Linked DNA regions of Oryctolagus cuniculus: region 2 is linked to region 1. The links are chromatin contacts, called in public Micro-C maps. All regions are on one chromosome and are shown on one strand. Each heading gives the region's core, a stretch centred on a gene start, on an enhancer-like site or on the middle of the called end of the contact. The rest is flanking DNA. Distances are from core to core; before and after follow the strand shown.

What was found. Hi-C and Micro-C count contacts between places; a contact is called where the count stands out from the background.
Region 2: a contact with region 1 is called in a Micro-C map of ear pinna, with 5 times the contacts expected there. The contact joins the promoter of MFAP3L here to the promoter of NEK1 in region 1. A contact is called at or near these places in 4 of 6 Hi-C or Micro-C datasets (ear pinna, psoas muscle, skin fibroblasts and 1 more).

Annotation. Positions count from the first base shown.
Region 1 is chr2:52,228,541-52,235,084 of mOryCun1.1, reverse strand. It overlaps NEK1 (NIMA related kinase 1), which reads left to right and starts at 3,265. Exons shown (of 35, transcript XR_011386262.1): 1 at 3,265-3,895.
Region 2 is chr2:52,631,454-52,637,777 of mOryCun1.1, reverse strand. It overlaps MFAP3L (microfibril associated protein 3 like), which reads left to right and starts at 4,532. Exons shown (of 2, transcript XM_070068293.1): 1 at 4,532-4,788. The coding sequence starts at 4,569.

The DNA.
Region 1 (6,544 bases), core at 2,016-4,515:
ACTCTTTTTAATCACTTTAGGGTATTACATTGTTTGAATATAATTTAATTCCTTATTAGACATTTACATTGTTTCTAGTCTTTCTGACTATATGCAATAATGATTATCCTTGTTTATACATTTTTGCCCAGTTTAACTGTGAGTCAAAGGCTATGCATGTTGCTAGGATGTCTCCTAGAAACACTGTAACAGTGTATATTCTCACCAGCAGTTTATGACAGGAGCTTAAATTATCTTAAGAAGACACCTGGCTAGACCTCCTCCTGCAAACAGCAAAAATGAATTTGCTTGTATTACCAATTGGCAATGTTTTCATGCAAATGGATGTGAGTAGAATGAGAGCTATTGTGCAGATACCAAACTTCCTGCTAACTAAGAGTGGGAGAAGCCACAAGATGTTTGCCCAAAGAAGGAATAAGGAAAATAAAGTCTTTATAGTTGCGTGGAGAGTGTGAAGAGAAGAGAAAGTGCTGCAGATCTGCTCCAGTTTGCCCAGTAGGATGGCTTGCAGTGCCATCTTCTGGCAAAGATGCCAGGAACAACATTTCTGGGGCAAATATTGTGGCATGGGGAGTTGAGATGCCTGCATCCAATACCAGAGTGCATGAACGGAGTCCCCACTCCCCTTCGGATCTTGCTTCCTACTAGTGTGCATCCTGAGATGCAAGAAGTGATCATGGGTCAAGTACCTAGACCCCTGCCATCCATATGGGAAACCTGGGACAGGGAGTTCCTGGCTCCTGGCTTCTACTTGGCTAGGAGCTAGTTGTTCTGGGCATTTCTGAGTGAACCAGTCGATGGAACATTCTCTCACTCTGCCTTTCAAATAAATAAAAATTACTTTTATTTTTTAAAAGATTTATTTATTTGAAAGTCAGAGCTTCAAGAGAGGGTCATACAAGAAAAAGTGACAGAGACATCTTCCATCCACTGGTTCACTCCTCAGATGGCCACAATGGCCAGGTCTGGGCCAGACCAGAGCCAGTAGCTAGGAATTTCTTCAGGGTCTCCCACATGGATGCAGGGGCCCAAACACTTACGCCATCTTCCGCTGCTTTCCCCTGGCTACAAGGAGGCAGTTGGATTAGAAATGAAGCAGATGGGACTTGAACCAGCACCCATACAGGGTGCTGGCATTGCTTACAGTGCCTTTACCTGTTAGGCCACAATGCTGGCCCCTAAAAATAATTTTAAGAAACTAAAATAACACCCTTTTAAGTTTCCACAGTAGTTATAGAGCATTTCTTATAAGCACAGCAAATCCAAAGACTGGCATGAAAACCCAGATAAGTTGACTTGGAGGGGTGGTGTGTTGGGGAGGAGATGGGATAAAAGGAGGTGGGTTTTTTTTTTCAGTTTATTAATATAAAAGGAACATTTAATGTATTTCATATATATAGTTTTTTTGTGTGTGTGTTTTCTCAAGGCAAGTATCACTCAGAAACAAATTTTTTTTTTTTTTTTTTTTTTTTTGTGACAGGCAGAGTGGACAGTGAGAGAGAGAGACAGAGAGAAAGGTCTTCCTTTTGCCGTTGGTTCACCCTCCAATGGCCGCCGCGGCTGGCGCGCTGCGGCCGGCACACCGCGCTGATCCGATGGCAGGAGCCAGGAGCCAGGTGCTTTTCCTGGTCTCCCATGGGGTGCAGGGCCCAAGCACCTGGGCCATCCTCCACTGCACTCCCTGGCCACAGCAGAGGGCTGGCCTGGAAGAGGGGCAACCGGGACAGAATCCGGCGCCCCGACCGGGACTAGAACCCGGTGTGCCGGCGCCGCTAGGCGGAGGATTAGCCTAGTGAGCCGCGGCGCCGGCTATTTCATATATATAGTTTTAAGAACATAACAATACTTCTGGCCTTCCTCCCACCTTTTTTTATTTTTAATGTTTGCAATAACATACTTTCCATTTACTTCATACTCACAAACTTAATCCTCCACTAAGTAAAGAATTCAACAAGTATGGGGCTGGCCCTGTGGCGTAATGGGTAAAACCATTGCCCATGTTGCCAGCAACCCATACGTACGCCAGCTCAAATCCTGGATGCTCCACTTCTGATCCAGCTCCTTGCTGATGTGCCTGGGAAAGCAGCTTAAGATAACCCAAGGTCTTGGGGCCCTGTAGTCAAGTGGGAGACCCAGAAGAAGCTCCTGGCTACTGGCTTGGAACCAGCCCGGCTTTGGCAGTGGAGGCCATTTGGGGAGTGAACCAGCAGATAGAAGATCTGTCCCTCCCTCTTTCACTCTCCCCTTCCCTGTAACTCTGCCTTTCAAATAAATATTTTTAGGAAAGTTCAACAAGTAGATCATCGTTAGGAGATAGATATCTGTTTTTTTAAACTTTTATCTAATGAATATAAATTTCCAAAGTACAGCTTATGGATTACAATGCCCCCCCCCCACAACGCCCCTCCCACCCGCAACCCTCCCCTTTCCCACTCCCTCTCCCCTTCCATTCACATCATGATTCATTTTCGATGGAGATAGATATCTTTAAAGCAAATAGCTGAACCCTTCAATCTGAGGTCTCTGGCAATGTTTCTGGTCTCTCCACCCAGCTACATCTAACGCTTGTATAAGAGGTACCAGTGAGGAGGGCAACGAAGTTAGCAAACAAGCCACTATCGTCCTATGGCTTCAGGTTTGGATTCGCCAAAGTGGTGAGGTTATTTTATGCCAGGTAACCTGGCAGCTTACAGGGCAGAGGATCTGATCTCTCATAATAGCTTTAGGCGAGTCTATCTTTGCAAGCCCTGCAGTGAGGAAAAGTATTTAGACGGCTGTGCACTGCCACACACTGCGGCATGCAGATGAGTCACGTGTACCCAACCCAGATATAAAGTGCAGAAAGCCACATTATGCTTCTGTCCTTTTACATTTCAAGACTTAAAAAATACTTCCCTGCTTAAATCATCCACCACGACATGAAAAATAGTAAGAAAAAGGCTTGCTCTTTAAAGCAAAATCCCTTTGTAAATTGTGGCATCTCTGTTAGCAGTATACGTTCAAGTAAAAATAAAATCCTTTCCGGTGTAGTATGTGTGGGAAAAAATTCGTAATATGCCTCATTCCAGAACAGCTTCCACTGGTGCGTTCCGGGCATTGCTGCCTTGCCCCTTCCAGCTTCACAGCCCTCTCACTCCAGTTCCTCTTCTCCCACACCGTCCATTCCTCCATGCTCTCTCCCACCTGCAGTGCCGCGCTCTCAGCTCGCGCGGACCCCGCCCAGTCTCGCCGCTCCTTCCCCGCCAGCTCGGCGGCGCGCCGGCTACCGCGTGCTGACGTCACACGCCGGCGCCGGTGACTAGCCGGCCGCTCCTCCCGATTGCTTTCTCTGCACCCCCTACCCGCTCCGCCCGGGTTTGGGGCGGCTTGCGTGTGGGGTCCTTACCCTGGAGTTCCCAGCGGTGGTCCCTATATCCCGGATTCTAGAGCTGGCATTGCGAGGCAGGAGTGCGAAGCAGTCAGGTAGCCTCTGACTCCTAGGTGCTGCCCGTCCGCCTCCCCGCCACGCCCCGCCGAGGCCACTCGCCGCGACCTCGGTGAAGTTGGAGAGGCGGTCACCGAGGCGCTGCCCCTGCCGCCACCCGCCGTTTCCAAGGGGGTCAGAAACCAGTTTGTTTGTTTCCTCAGGCGCTGTGGGCCTTTGGGGCGCTAGGCGCAGCGACACGGAGTTAAGTCTGAAGTGTCAAGCACAGACGAGTGTCAGGTGTGGGAGCCTCTGCGCCCCCTTGTATTCTGGGCTGTGAGCTGCTCCTGCTTAGCCAGTCTTGGTTTCAGGATGTTTTCAAAATGCACGATGGTGCATCCGCCTCGTTAAGTCCAACAGGAAGACCGCCATACCTGGACCTGTGCTTACTGGTCATCACCGTTATTCCTACCAAAGTCCTGTGTCATTAAGGTGAGTCGCATTTGGGGGAAGCAATGACGGGCAAAATACTACAGTCATACTGGAAATGAGGACTCCTGCTTGTTAGACTTGCTTCTGTAGAGATTGCATGGCTACTTACCTTAAGAATTTATTTGCACGGGAAAGCCCTCCACCTCATTAAACTGTTAATTCTCCAAGGAACTGTGTATATTACCGAGCAGTCCTTGGCCATTATTTTTAAAGCTAGAGTGAAAAGAGAATTAGCAGCCATTTAAATTACCTGTATCATACTTGTCTCCTATCTTAAAGGAGATATACCTTTTCATTAGGAGACAATGAGTAGCAGTTAACTGGTTAAGTTAACGTTTCAGTTTTCATGATTTTTCAGTTTCCGTATTTAAAGCATTAAAAGTTTTGTAAGAGATCATTGTAACTCTTCATACAAGCCTATTTATTATTATTGTCATGTAACATCTCCAAGTAGTAGAACTTTTTTTATGTTTTGCGAAGTTGCATTAGAAATGTTTATGGAGCTTTAATAGTAGTTTCCAATCTAAACTAATAAAGACCTTACAGTGCAGCAGTATTGTTGAGATGGTGGAGGGGAGCCAGATATGGAGAGAAGTTCTTTGTTTCTAGTTTAGATTGGATTGATGTTAGAGAATCTACAGCTCTGTTTCATTGCCTATTATTGTAGGTGAAAAGTAAGAAGGTTGCTTTGTGGGAAAACAGGTTTTTGCACAGAAAAAGTCACTGTCAGGAATCCAGTAAAGGTTTTAGAACTTGACCACAAAAGTTCTTTTGAGGTCATGTTAATAATCTATTAGGGGCAGGCATTGTGGCATAGCGGGTAAAGCCTGTGACCCGGGGTATCCCATGTGAGTGCTAGTTCGAGTCCTGGCTGTTCTACTTTTGATCCACCTCCCTGCTAATGGCCTGGGAAAGCAGCAGATGGCCCAGCCCCTGCTGTTTCGGCCATCTGGGAAGTGGACAGTGTATGGAAGATATCTCTCCCTCTCTCTCTGTAACTCTGACTTTCGAATAATACATTGACAGTGTATTCCAAGTGAATTTTACACTTTCTAATCTCTTGTCTTCTCATTTAAGTCATGAACTTGACTTTTTTTTTTAATTTATTTGAAATGTCTGCTGTCTCTCACTCTCTCTGACACATGCGCGTACACACACACACACCTATCTTCCATCCCCTGAATTACTGATCAAATGCCCACAATAGCCAAGGCTGGGCCAGGCTAAAAATACAAGCCAGGAACTCACACCATGTCTCCTACATGTTTGGCAGGGACAGAACTACTTGAGCTATCACCTGCTCTCAAGCTATCACCAGGATGCACAAGAATCAAATTGGGAGCAGAGCCAGGACTTAAACCCAGGTACTCTGATACAGGATGCCGGTGTCTAACACTGTGCCAAATGCTTGACACAGTTCTTTATTTGCATGTTGGCAGTGCCCATTACAGAATCCATCCAATGTTGTGTGAATAGATTTACAGAGAATAAAAGTATTTTGAAATAAGTCTAATAATAATCTCAATTTTTTCACATAATGAGAAATACCGAAGGGACTTTATTCCATGAAAAGTTAAATAAATCCTCTCTCACAATTCCAAATTGTATTTATTACTCTGGGCAAGCTGGATGAATGAATTATAGCTGCAGAAAATTCCAAGACATTTTGAAATGTGTTCACATTGCCTTTACCAAAATTTCCCTTCAGGACAACCTGCCCATCAAATATCTTAGGCAGTTGATGCAGGCTTAATGGTTATCAGCATGTGCTCTAGCCCAGTGGGGATAGGTGTTTCCTTCACATACCCTTGACATTTTTTATATGTAGTGCACAAAATTTCATTTTGTCAAATATTGCTTTGAAGAAATTCTTAGTAAAATGTGAGGAAAGATGTCCAACTTGTCTAGGAGTGGAGATATTTTTTCTGAAGCAGAGTTCACGTACATGAGAAGCATGATGCCACAGAAAAATTTAAAATGTCAAGATCAGGAGTTGGAAAATGGGGAGCTGTTTAAGGATTATAATTAGAGGAATTGATTTAAATAGCATTATTTCTATTTTTAATTTCACTTCTTATTTTAAATAGATAATATATTCATATAGTTTAAAATTCAGAAAGTACAAAGGATTGAAATATCTTCCTCGATACTCACTTCCCTCCCTAGAGGCTATCACTATTGCCAATTTATTCTGCATCTCTCCAGATGTATTACATATAGTTATGTGTTTGCATTTTTGTAATTTTCTTCTTTTATTCTCTTTGAGTCACTGACTATTAGAAATGGTAAGGTCTTTATGATAGTGTTATGTTTTAGTGTTTTTAGATGAAGACATTAAAACGCAGAGAAGTCAGATGTTTAGCCTTTGATTATGTAGCTGATTTTGTACACAAACATATTAAAGTAAATGTAAATATACATATATTTTCTTTTACCATTTAATGATAGCATGCCACATTTATTACTCTGATTCTTTTTAGAAATTTAGCACTAATTTTAGGAATTTGTATCAACATAAAAATTGCTTCTTTGTGTTATTTAAACTTTGCTATTAGAAACAGTGCTGCAAATGATAACTTTATGTATCACTTTCATACAGTTAGAAATATTTATAGAGTAAATTCCTCCATCCTCCTTTGTTTAAATTTC
Region 2 (6,324 bases), core at 3,283-5,782, 400 kb before region 1:
GATCTTTTGCCCCACGGGAGTTGCAGGCGTGCCGTTTGATCCTTTAATTGTCTGCTCTTTCCAGCTGGAGAGCTGCTCAGACAGACCACACACGACCAGACCATGCATATCTCCAAAGGACCAACATCCACGCTCTAATTTCAGAAAGAGGAAGGGAACATTTTCCTAATGCTGACTCAGCCTTCTTATTCTCCTGGGCCAGCGAGTCACAAGATATAGAGAGAAATATTTGCTTCCTTTTATTTTTCCACCAACTGTCTTCTTTAGTGTGTTCTTTCAAACTTATAAGGAGAAGGAAATGGTATTTCAACTCAAATACAACTTTTAGTCCTCTTCCTGGAAGGGTATGAGATAAAAACTTCCAGTGCCCCACTCATTGTATGCCCAGGGAGGCAGATTTAGGACAGAGGTGCAGGAGAGTGGCATCTGTCCTCCACTGGTTGGTACCCAAGCAAAACCCCTATGTAGCTCAACAAATGGAAAAACAGGCGGCTACTTCATTAGCTTAGTCTTCTACATTTTCCAACCTCTCAAATATAAGGTAGGACTGTTCAGCAAGTATGAACATATATAATGCTGTTTTTTAATGGACTGATAATAGCCCTCCCATTCACACGTATCTTTCTGCCAAAGAAATCCAATACAAGTGGCCAGCATTGTGGCACACTTGCTCTCTCTCTCTCTCTCTCTCTCTCTGTCTTTCCCTCTCTCTTTCTGTAACTCTGCCTTTTAAATAAATGAATAAAATTAAAAAAAAATATAGGGGCTCCATGAAGTTTTAGACCAGCAGTGATTATTTTCCATTTAATCTATAAGATTTGGAACTGTTTCTCAAATGTACTACACAGAAGCATCTGGGAAGCTTGCTAAAAAGCACTGCCTTTGGACCAGTCTATCCAGCAAGTCTGGAATGCGTTCATCACCAACCTGGGGAGGATGAAGGTGGTCTGTCCTCTATACTTAGTTCTAGGTGTTTTCAGCAGATAATATGAGCTGTTAGAGCTGCGAAAATTAGTTAATTCCTAAAGAGTTCATGTGCCCTCTGGGATGCCAGAGAAAAAATAAACAAAAATCTATTCTGAGGAGTAAACACGTACTTAGAAGCTACACCAAGGAACAAAGTGCGGTGATAGAGAACAATGGAATTTGTGGCTTAATAAGCAGCAGAGTGCTGTGCTTCATGCAGTTACAGACCAATAAAACAAGCACAGCAGAGTGGTTCACAAAACCTCCCAGTTTTTAAAGTTGAAGAAAGTTCACTGGGTTTAAGGCAGTCAAACCTGCAATCTCAATCGTATTACTTAAAGGTGCATACCCACTCCACAGGTTGTATGTGATATGACTTTGTTCAGGTATTTTTTCTTTGTAATCTATTTACAACTCTCAAAAAGAGTTTTTTAAAAATCATAACCTTTAAATATTACATGGATGCATATGTTTGTCTTTCATTTATTAAGCAGAATTCTATTGAGGACTGAAAACAAAGGCCATTGAGACATTGTCCTTGCTCTCAAGATTCCTACAGTGTACTGGAGGCGATGAGGGAAAATGAATCAACGTTAGGTGTCCAAGTGGAGACGCAGCTGAAGCATTCATGAGGAAGTCACCTTGGGAGCTCAGAGGACATTCAGCCCGAACTCAGTCCTGAAGACGTAAGTTTCCCAGGTGAACAAAAGGACAGGAGAGACAGAACAACTAACAGGTATGTGGAAGTCATATGATCTAATTCAGATTGGCTAAGACATGGGATACTAGAGGACACTGGCTAGAGACTTCTAACCTCAAGAGAAAAGCAGGGACCCGTTCATACTCAAAACTGGGATCTTATCCTGAGGGTACTATGATTCATTTGTGGATTTTTAGCAGACAATTATAATATAATTTGCTTAAAAAGAAAAGTATGGAGTGGGTGTTTAGCCAAATGGTTAAGATGACAGAGTTCCATATCCGAGTGCCTGGATGCAATTCCCAGCTCGGGCTCCTGACTCAAGCTTCCTGCTAATTCAGACCTTGTGAGGCAACAGCGATGGCTCAGGTAATTGTTTTTTTGCCACCCTTGTGGCAGACCTGGATTGCATTTCCAGCTCCCAGCTTCAGCCCTGCCTAGCAGGGTGGACTGTGCCAGGTGACCAGCTGGCTAACAAGGGAGAGGTAGATGAACACATCTAGGATAATACAGATTTATGATGTGCATGGCTGAAAAACTGGGAGTGCCAGCAATCAAACTAGGAAATACAAGCAGAACAGCTGCAGTTCACAGGTCCTGTTGGGGACACAGGGATCCAAGTTTCCTGAGGCTCACACCTGAGCATGCCTGAAATACACAAGCATAGGAATGAACCACTGGCATGGCCACAGGGACAACCGTCCTCAACAGCCCCTGGACAACGGCAATCATCAAAGATGAGGGCAGGAAGATAAAGGTCACAAAACCACCCCCCAACCCCAACCTCCGTCAGTTGGGAGGTACAACAGAGGAGGACCTGGAGGAGCAGGATGAGAAGGAACAGAAAGGAAGGGTCACATCATGAAAGCCTGGGGGAGCAGAAAGTTCACACAAGTGGGAATGGCGTATAGACTGTCAGACACCTTGCCCATCCTTACTCAGGCTAGACTACTTGTGGTGTGCATCTCTACCAAGTTCAAGAGCAGGGCGTGGGCTGTACCAACAATAATGGGATCTCAAAGCTCAGGAGGCACATGAGGGCGGTATCAGCACAGGTTAGGACTTGAGTGGGCAGCACCGAAGTGAACGTGTTCTTCCTGGAGTGACCTTCCACTAAGAAGATGTCTCCAACCAGGCGGAAGCTGATCTGGGGCTGGGTGAGGCTGAGACAAAACAAAGGTCAGCTCCCGCTGAGGTCATTTTCCATTGTCACACCACACTCCACCGGGCAGCTGATCCACCTGTCCGTCTTCTCCCTCCTCAGACAGAACACTGACAACCAACCCCGTTCCCCTCCTTGGTCTCAAAGAAAAGTTTTCACTGGGTTCTGGAAGTTACTAATTTCAAGTCTGCAAAACCTTTCCCTTGTAATCTTTTTCCAAGTGTCGGTCTTTCTTCTGTGCATGGGGATTAAGGGCAAGTTCCCACACCCACCTCAAGTATTTGTTAAGATAACAGGAGAGCATTTTGCAGCTTTTCTGAGATTTTAGAAGACAAGGGTGAAGGGAGGAGATAGGCAATGCAGAAATGCCTGAGAACACCGCTGCGGAATTATTTGAAAGTGGGGACACGGGTTAAATATTCATCAACAAGTGAAAATTCAGCTCTGTGGTGCAATTGTAAATTATGGTTATTAAGCACTTAGATGTCGGTTTATTGGAAGAAAGTTCATTGATATAAGACGTAATAGTGAAATAAATAAAATTGTTACTGGAGACACTATAAAAGTAATACCAACACAGGATCATTTCAATCTTGCAGGGGAAAAAGCAGGCTTCGGTTGCTTCCCAAGCCGGACACGGCGCTCCGGCACCGCACGAGGCCCTCGGCGCGGGTGTCCCGTCCGCGTACCCAGGCCGTCGCGCCCGTCTGGAGCCCCCCATCCGCCGCGTCCCGAGCGCCGGTGTCGTGAGGAGCTACAGCAGCCGCAGCCGCAGCCGCAGCCACCTGGGACGACCACATGCGCCGTCCCGAGCATGCTCAGTCGGGTCCTGACCCACTTCTGCCCGTCGCAGGTCGGCGAGCGTGGTGAAGGCGCTGCCAGAATCCGAGAAAAGCCTAGAGACGGCGAGCCGCTGACAGCCTCCTCTCCCAGACATTGATTCCTGACCCGGCGGCGAACAGCCCGGGTCGGCTGCAGGCGCCACCGGGAGCGTCAGTTCGGAAAGTCCACCTCTCCGGGTTTTCTTAGCCGCCGGAGCAGAAGAGGGCGGAGCCGAGTAGCAGGCGCGGGGAGGCGTGGCCGAAGGGGGCGGGCACAGAAGAGGGGGCGGGGCCTGGCCCGGACCCGGGCGAGCGGCGGTCTCTGTGAAGTCTGGAAAAAAAGTCTACGCTGCAGGATCATGCGGGGAAACTATTGCGGGTGTTAAAAAATAAACTAATTTAGGACAGTCTTTTATTATTATTATTATTAAGATCCATTTCTCATTAGAGAAAACGTAGAAACTATAAATTAAAAAAATACAGAAAATTAATTTAAAAGTAACCCCGAACCCCACTACCCCGCAGCAGCAGCGAGCGCCCCGCCGGCCTCCCGCGCCGCGCTGCGCTCTGACACGTTCAGCTGCACGGCAGCCGGCCTCACGCCGTCGCGTGGGCTGCGTGGCTCCCGCTCCCGGCCCGGCATGCGGCCCCCGCCAGGCGCCTCCTCAGCACTCGTGCCACGCGACACCGGAGAGTTGCGGTGCGAGCCCCGCGGCGTCGGAAAGAGATCTACTAAGCCTCGGCTGGCCGAGCCGACCCCGGGCCCGCGGGCCGCCGCCGCCGACCTCCTGCGAGGGAAGCTCCCACCGCTCCCGCACGCTCGCCCGCGCCCCGCCCCCGCCCGCGGCCGCCGCCAAAACCCGGCGGCGACGCCCGCTCGGCTCCGCGCCTCCGCACCGCCCGGCGGGCCGCACTGGGCATGCTCGGCGCCGGCCGGCTCCGGCTCCGGGAGGTGGGAGGCTCCGCACTCGCGGCCGCCCGCCGTGCAGCCCGCATCGCTGCCAGGCGCCGGAGGAGGCGGCTCGCCCGCAGCAGGCGCTGTCAGGCGTCGGGCGCAGAGCCGGGGGCGCGGCGGCAGCGGTGCGGCTGGCCATGGCGAGGGGTGCGCGGCGACCCCCTGAGTGGCGCAGCGGTGTCAGGTTAGCCGGGGCGTCCCTCGAAACGGCGCGGCGGGGCTCGGCGGGAGGGAGCCGTACCCGATCGGCGGCCGGGGCCGCGGAACTTTCGGGTGCCTGGGCTGGCGGAGCCCGCAGCGAAGGCTGCGCGCGGGAAGACAGCAGCAGCTGGCTGCGGAGGGTCGCAGGATGCTTGGGAGATCCGTCCCGGGCGGGGGCTGGCGGGCAGGGGACAGCCGCGTCCCGGGGTCGCGCCCTCACCTTCCGAGGGCGAAAGCTCCGGTGTCCCCTGCGCTCCTTCGGGGAGCCTCCCGCGTCTCCGGAGGAGAAAAGGACGCCAAGCAGTGGCGGGGGTGGGGGGTGGGGGCCTTCGCCCATCCGGGGTCGCTTGGAGCCCCGTGCCTCAGTTTACCCCGCATAGGCACGAGGCTGCCCTGGCCGCGGCGCCTAAGGTCTTGAGTGCGGGCTCCCCATCGGGAACCGGAGGGCGCCGCGTCCTCCTGCCGCAGGAGTGCTGGGAGCTCCGAGTGCCACGAGCCGCCGCCTCTCGGCCGGAGCTCTCGGAGTTTGTCGCATTTGACACCACAGCAAGTTGACAGCGAATTGTTTGTTGGCTTAAAGTGGGGAAACGTGCTTCAGTGGGCTTAGGAAATAAAGTAATTGCAGAACTGATTTATTTTAAGCCTAATATTTAACACCATTACCTCTTCCAAAAAAATTACTTGACTTGCAAATTCCAAGATGCATAAAGCGAGCTAGCAAAAAAGCAAGAAGAATCTTTGCAGGTCTATTATGTGCTCATAATGTAAAAAATACTGTTATGGTTGCATTGTTATTTAAGAATACTTGTTAGCAGAAGAGTCTGGTTACTGTAGCAGTCTATTTTGCCTTATCTTGGAAACATAGCATTGCAGAAGAGCAATGTTTTTTGAGATTTTCTCACTTTTGTTTCTAAGTGAAACACATTTTTTCAGTTGCTACTATGTTGAAACATAGTAAAATTTCAGTATGAAATCCAAGATGGAAAAAGATGTCTTTTAAAACAATGTAGCTCTAGTGATATTTTACATATTACAGAAAAATGCACTTTGTGTGCCCCACTGCAGTTTTTGCAGTTTCTTCCTAGAACATTTAGTACTGCAGCTATAAGAATTACCTGCATCTAATAGGAGTACGGTAGACAATCCTTGTTCTAGCAAGAACAAGTTCTGCCTCTAACCACAGCTAGATTCTCAAGCCTGTTTCCATAAGTATTGCTTAATGGGTTCAATTGTTTTATTTGTTAAGTTTGTTGTAAAACTTCTTGTTTGCATTTTTAATAGACTTTAATAGACTTTAAGAGGGTATTGACTTTTCATTGGGTTGTGAATAGTCTTCAAAAGTAGGGGCTTGCTTATAAGCCGGAGATGGCTCCAGCTCTAATTCCAGATATTTGGGTGATTTTCCCAGATTGGCTGTGTGCTGTACTTGTACACAACTGAGATTTAATATCAGGAAAGCCTTGAGCTATTGGAACAGCAGTAGCAGCAGCAGGATTACTATTTGTGAAAGTTAGACCTT